Regions from separate parts of the Mus musculus genome. Here region 1 is linked to region 2. The links are chromatin contacts, called in public Hi-C maps. All regions are on one chromosome and are shown on one strand. Each heading gives the region's core, a stretch centred on a gene start, on an enhancer-like site or on the middle of the called end of the contact. The rest is flanking DNA. Distances are from core to core; before and after follow the strand shown.

Evidence for each region. A called contact is a pair of places that touch in the nucleus more often than the background predicts.
Region 1: a Hi-C map of epidermal suprabasal cells shows a contact between it and region 2, with 2.8 times the contacts expected there. The contact joins two enhancer-like sites. A contact is called at or near these places in 1 of 484 Hi-C or Micro-C datasets (epidermal suprabasal cells), 4 of 115 datasets of contacts at active chromatin or transcription factors (acute myeloid leukemia, bone marrow-derived macrophages, embryonic stem cells and 1 more) and 2 of 9 other capture datasets (adipose tissue and liver).

What each region holds. Positions count from the first base shown.
Region 1 is chr16:90,096,969-90,099,668 of GRCm38.p6, reverse strand. It overlaps a transcript of Tiam1 not described here. Among named protein-coding and RNA genes, the nearest start is that of Gm10789, 44 kb to the left of the region's middle. Within about 2 kb of position 1,413, at least 36 of the 459 cell types and tissues checked have an H3K27ac peak or open chromatin away from gene starts, as enhancers often do. A contact at or near this core is called in epidermal suprabasal cells, where this site is marked.
Region 2 is chr16:89,860,355-89,863,100 of GRCm38.p6, reverse strand. All of the region lies in intron 8 of Tiam1 (T cell lymphoma invasion and metastasis 1), which reads left to right. Among named protein-coding and RNA genes, the nearest start is that of Gm52239, 67 kb to the right of the region's middle. Within about 2 kb of position 1,345, at least 15 of the 459 cell types and tissues checked have an H3K27ac peak or open chromatin away from gene starts, as enhancers often do. A contact at or near this core is called in epidermal suprabasal cells, where this site is marked.

The sequences.
Region 1 (2,700 bases), core at 164-2,663, 240 kb before region 2:
ACGCATGCACACACATACCTATGTGGGTATATCTGGAAGCCAGAGGAAGATTCTGAGTTTCCTTTGCAAATGTTTCCATGGCCAGCGTTTGCTTGGGTGCTAGGGATCTGATCTCAGACCTCGTGTTTGCCCAGCAAACACTATCGTCCTCTGAGCCCTTTGCCAGCCGAGAGGAGTGGGCATTGCTTTCGGCGTGGCTTCTGATGGTCAGGCGGAGAACTGCACCTCTCTGAGCTACCTTCTCGGATAACATTACAGAATGAATCTCCCCCAGGATTGGATTCCTTGCTCCTCAATGGATGTACCCACTTTTCTGGCTCTGAAGCTGAAATCAGACCCCCTTTGCCTACAGATGTGGCTCATGGTGGGCTTTGGTTCACCACAGTCCTGGTTGGCCCACTGTGCATTTGTAAGCAAGCAAGAACCTGTAGCTTGCTTAGCAAGTCAGGACAGCAGACATACTGTCAACTCACACAGATCTGTCTTGGAATGGTGCCTTGCAATAAGCATAAAATGCAGGTTTTTTCCAGTGACGTCTTCCAAGACCCCTGAACCCTGCTCTATGATGTCTTTGTGTGTGCGGCGTGTGCTTGAGTGCATATGTCATCTGTGTCATGTCCCCTCCTCCTCTCACCCTCATGTGCACTTGCTCTGTCACCCCTCCCCTGCCTTTTTTTGGAGACAGTGTTTGTTGCTGAGCCTGTAGCTCACCAATTTGGCTAGGCAGGTTGGCCAACGAACTCCAAGGACGAACCCCTTCCCCAGTGGCTGTGTTCACAGACAGATGCATGCTGCTGTGCCCAGCCTTTAGCTGAGTGCTAAGGGTTTGAGCTCAGGTTCCCACGGTTGTGCAGCAAGCTCTTAACCACGGAGCCATCTACCCTGTCCATGTTTCCCTTTTTCTTTCCCTCCTCCCTCAGGTCTGGTTTGGTTCCTGCTCTAGGCAAACTCATAATCCTACTCAAACAGGAGACTTGATTGTGAAGGCTCCCTGGCTCCACTGACTGCCGCTGACCTTCCTTTGCGCTCTCAGAGATGGAGACGCCCCTAGGCAGAGAAATGGCAGCAGCCAGGCCTGAAGTATGGCCACTTGGATTAGCAATCTCTAACAGTTAGGATTCCTGTGCAGTGGAGTACAGCCGAGCCTGCAGACTGAACCAGGAAGCTGCAGACGGATGGATGGTCTAGGCGCAGCCGTCTTAGGTTGCTTCCTGAATGAGGCAGCAAGCTCTCACCTGCCCTGTGATCTCACACACCTGCTCTAGCCCAGATACCGTTCCGAGTCTGCTTTCCTCGTGTTTTGTGCTGCTCTGTTTCTGGGGTGGGAGGTAAGGTGAGCATGGTAGTACTGGGTCGACGTGGCTGTCTGCCTTCTTACGTCAGAGACTGTGTCCTGGCTGGTATTTCCCCAGGCTGCTGTTGCCTGAGGTATGTCGCCCAGCAGACTGGTTTGGTCACCTTAATAGAACTGAGGCATATTGAGAAATCAATTCCACAGTGGAATTCCTTGACACTGGAACTTTCCTCTGAGCTCTCAGATCAACCAGGTGAAACTGGAATTGAGGAAGGGAGGTGGGGGAGGGGAGGGGAGGGAGGGAGGGGGAAGAAGAGAATAAACCAAGATGGTGGCTGTGCCTTCAGTATTACTCCAGTTGCCTGGTGACTGGGTGTTGGAGGTGAGTCATGGATTTGGTTGATCCTAGTGCCCTGTAGCTCTTTGTTGACCAGGCAGAGGTGGAAGATCACAGGGCTTTGGTCTAATGGTTCAGAACCAAGAATCCCTTTTCTTCCTCCTTTGCAGAGCAAAGCGAGCAAAGTGAGCAAAGCAAGCTTCTCTCCTTTCCCTGTTGTTCGATTGACCAGCGATGTGCTGACAACTGATGTGTCAAAAGCTGAGCCTCCCTTATCCCAGTCCACCTCCAACAAGAGATTGCCATCAGTGTTTGAGGGCATTGTGGGAGAGACTGTGTGGGCACAAGCCATCTTCTTCAGTGTGTGAGTGTGTGTGTGTGAGAAAATGTGTATGTATGTGTGAGTGTGTGCGTGAGTGTGAGTGTGTATGAGAGAGAGAGTGTGTGAGTGTGTATGAGAGAGGGTGTGTGTGTGTGTGTGTGTGTGTAAGAGGATGGTTTGGACCTTTGTTTGTATAACAGACCATTCTTTATCTATGTCTATGAGTAATTCAGCCTGCTAGCTGTCCCTGTCAAACGAGTCATGGTTCTCCTTCTGCAAAGGCCCTGCTATTGAAGACAGACCTTCCTGGTGCTTGTTAGCCATCTTTGTAAAAGTTCCATTTCCTGAAGCCAGTCAGGAAATTTCCTTCAAAGTGGTGGACTGGGAATGACCTGGCACCTGTTTCCTGGAGCTGCAGTCAGGACAAACTGAAGCTAGATGTTTGTTCATACCGTGTGAAGGCCGGGTGGGCCAGCGTCCGAGTGGTAGCTGGGCTGGTTCATTCTTGGGCTCTGCAGGACTCTTCTTATGCTCCTTGCAGCCCTCGATGGACTGCGCCAGTCCACCTCCCCTTCCCCACACAGATGTCGTCCTCTGTGTGCTTTCTCCTTGTTCTCCTGGTCCAGTGGGAGCTGAGGACCCCGCCCACTCCAGCCCAAGCCTCCCAGCCTGATTCTCTCCCCAGACTCTTTTCAGACCAGCTCACATTCTGGGACGGTGGTTGGTGGTCGTTAGACGGGGATATAG
Region 2 (2,746 bases), core at 96-2,595:
GCAGGCAGGCAGGCAGGCACTGAGTGTGTTGGTAGGTAGCACAGGTTTATCTTTTCTGTGCTTTTCTTCCCTCCTGAGACTATAAACACAAGAGTTCGTTGCAGCCAAGGTAATGGATTATAAATAAATAAATAAATAGATTGATTGATTGATTGACAAATCCATGCACGCGCCTGACGTATGTCAGCTGCTAGCCTTGTGATGAGGGTTAAAAGAGCAAAGAACACAGAGTCTGCCCTACTGGAGCCTTGGGTTCATGAAGGCAAGACGGGGAGAGGGACACCTGCAGTTAATGGAATATGGTTAAGTGCAAACAGTGAGGCATGCTGGGAAGGAAATGTGCAGGCTACCACACCCCCGCTGTGATAGTCACCCCTCAGCATCCTCAGAAGAGTGGCATCAGGAGCCCCTCAGATACCCAAGGGGGTGGTCAAGTGCCTCACACCACGTGCTGTGCTCACTGTTCCCACATAGTCGGGTCTTACCCTCCCCCACACTTTGAACCATGTGCAGGCTACTTAATAAAACACGTAATGCAGTGCAATGTCCTTAGACGACATTGTTTACTGAACGGCGATGGGGAAGCTGTCTCAACATGCTCAATGCATATGGAACATGAATAATTTTGATCTGAGGTTGCTTGAATCCACAGATATGGGGTTCTCACCCCTCCTGGTGTGTAGCATGAGGGCAGACAGACCGACAGACACTGTACTTAGAAGTAGCCTTTGCTGTTTGCAAATTCACTGAGACCAAACAGCTGGATTTTTTTTTTTTCCTTTTTCAGGCTTTGTTTTGTTTAGGGTTTTAAAGTTCAGCACCATTTCTTCTGTGTCTACACAGAACACACGTGTGTCAGCATGTTCTGATCTAATCATGTCACAACCTTTGTTTGCCTTCGACTCAGAAAGTTGAGACCAGAACATCTGACATGTTTTATGATGCGTTCTTTTTGTAGGACTCCCCCCCCCCCCCACCACCAAATACCTAAAGAATAAATGTAGGTTAAAATCTTTCTCATAAAAATTCTCACGGGAATCTTGACTCCCGCTTCTTAATGCCCTGATCTGTCTCTTAAGTGCTTAGCTGAGACAATGCAGGACCCCACGGCTCTCATCCTTGGGTTTGTCTCTGAGTCCAAAACCCTTCTCCCTAATACCCTGAGAGAAGCTGTCTGGCTCCAGTCCTCATGCATGTGAGGGTCCGTGCTTGTCTACTCTCTGGGATTCTGCTCTGTTGATACTGTTGGTACCAAAGACTCAGGAAATGCCTCGTGGATGACATGCTGTAGGCTGGGAGGCCCCCTGTGTTGCCCAATACCAGTTCATCCAGAAGGTTCTGCTGCCAGTTGGCACCTGGCACGTTGGGAGTTGCCCTCGTGGGAATCTATGACAAGTAGGTTCTTAGACATTCACCTCCAGCAGCAAAGAACAGGTGGGGGCTTTCATTTCCAGTCAGACTGGCTGTGCCTCCTACCTCGCCCTTTTGAAAGGAGGTTTGGTGGGTGGTCTGTTGAGATCTCCTGGCAGGAGGGCCCTGGAGTTCCTGGAACATTGTTTATAACCTGTAGGGCAAAGTTCAAGCTTGAATGCTCTACAGACTTTCTGGAGTCCTCGGATCCCCCCACTTCCACAGCTGTCACTGTGGCAGCTTCAGATACGTGGAATTCTGTTGTGAAGTGTTTCCCTGTTCAGACGGTACCTTGGAGGCATCTCAGCAGAGGATAGCTTTAAAAAGAAATAGAAGTGTCATTTCCTCCTCACCTAACATAACAATGTAAGTTATGGAAGATCTATGTGACACTTACACACACACACACACACACACACACACACACGAGGGAGAGTATATGTCTGCATGAGAGAAAACCTTCCCTCCATCAATACATTTGTCAGCCTTGGGTACAGCTCAGTGGTAGAGAGCTTGCCTAGCATGTGAAAGGTCCTGGGTTCAATCCCCAACACAGTGAAAAGACAGAGACAGAGAGAGACTGTTTAGCTCAGTGGTCCAGTCTGCAGGGTGTCCCCCTTGGTCTTTCATCCTGGAAAAGACTGATGTTTCAGGCTGTGACCCAGTCCTTCCTATCACCAGGGATGAACTGTGTCAAAGAAAGCCCCCTCCTCTGAAAGCATTTCCTAGACGCCCTCCCATTACCCAGAACTGCTCGGTGCATGCCCCACTCCAAGGAAAAGCCAGCTTTGACTTCTTGGCCAAGTGCCCAGATACATTATGGATTTTCTAGTGGAGACGCTGGGTAGTGGGGCCACGAATTACTTGCCCAGCGAAGAGGATGGCTTTCTGTGTTCTCAGAGATTGAAGAGATTGGCTGGTTTAGATTTAGTGTGGAATCAGAGCAGGCAGAAATCTGCTGGTTTTCACGGACCTTCAGTGTCATTTTGAATTAAGATGCTGCTAGGTAACTGACCCGTCGCTGTCAGGAGGATCTCAAGAAAACCTGGTTCCATGCAGTAGGTACAGCTCAAGTCTGACTGGAGGACGGCTAACTCTCAGCACCGCGGCATATTGTATTGCCGTTTTATTCATTATTGTTGATTTTCTACAGTGATTGAGCTCGCCAGCTTTTCATCTTACGTCAGCGAAGGTCCCAGAGTCCCCATGCCGTCACTCACTGCTTTGAACACTAGGGTCATTGCTATCCTTTGAGAGGGGGTTATGGAAAGGTGGGACTAGATGGCACCCCAAGGCACCGGTGTCAGCCCTTTGCTTCTTCTGTCTTTACAAATCC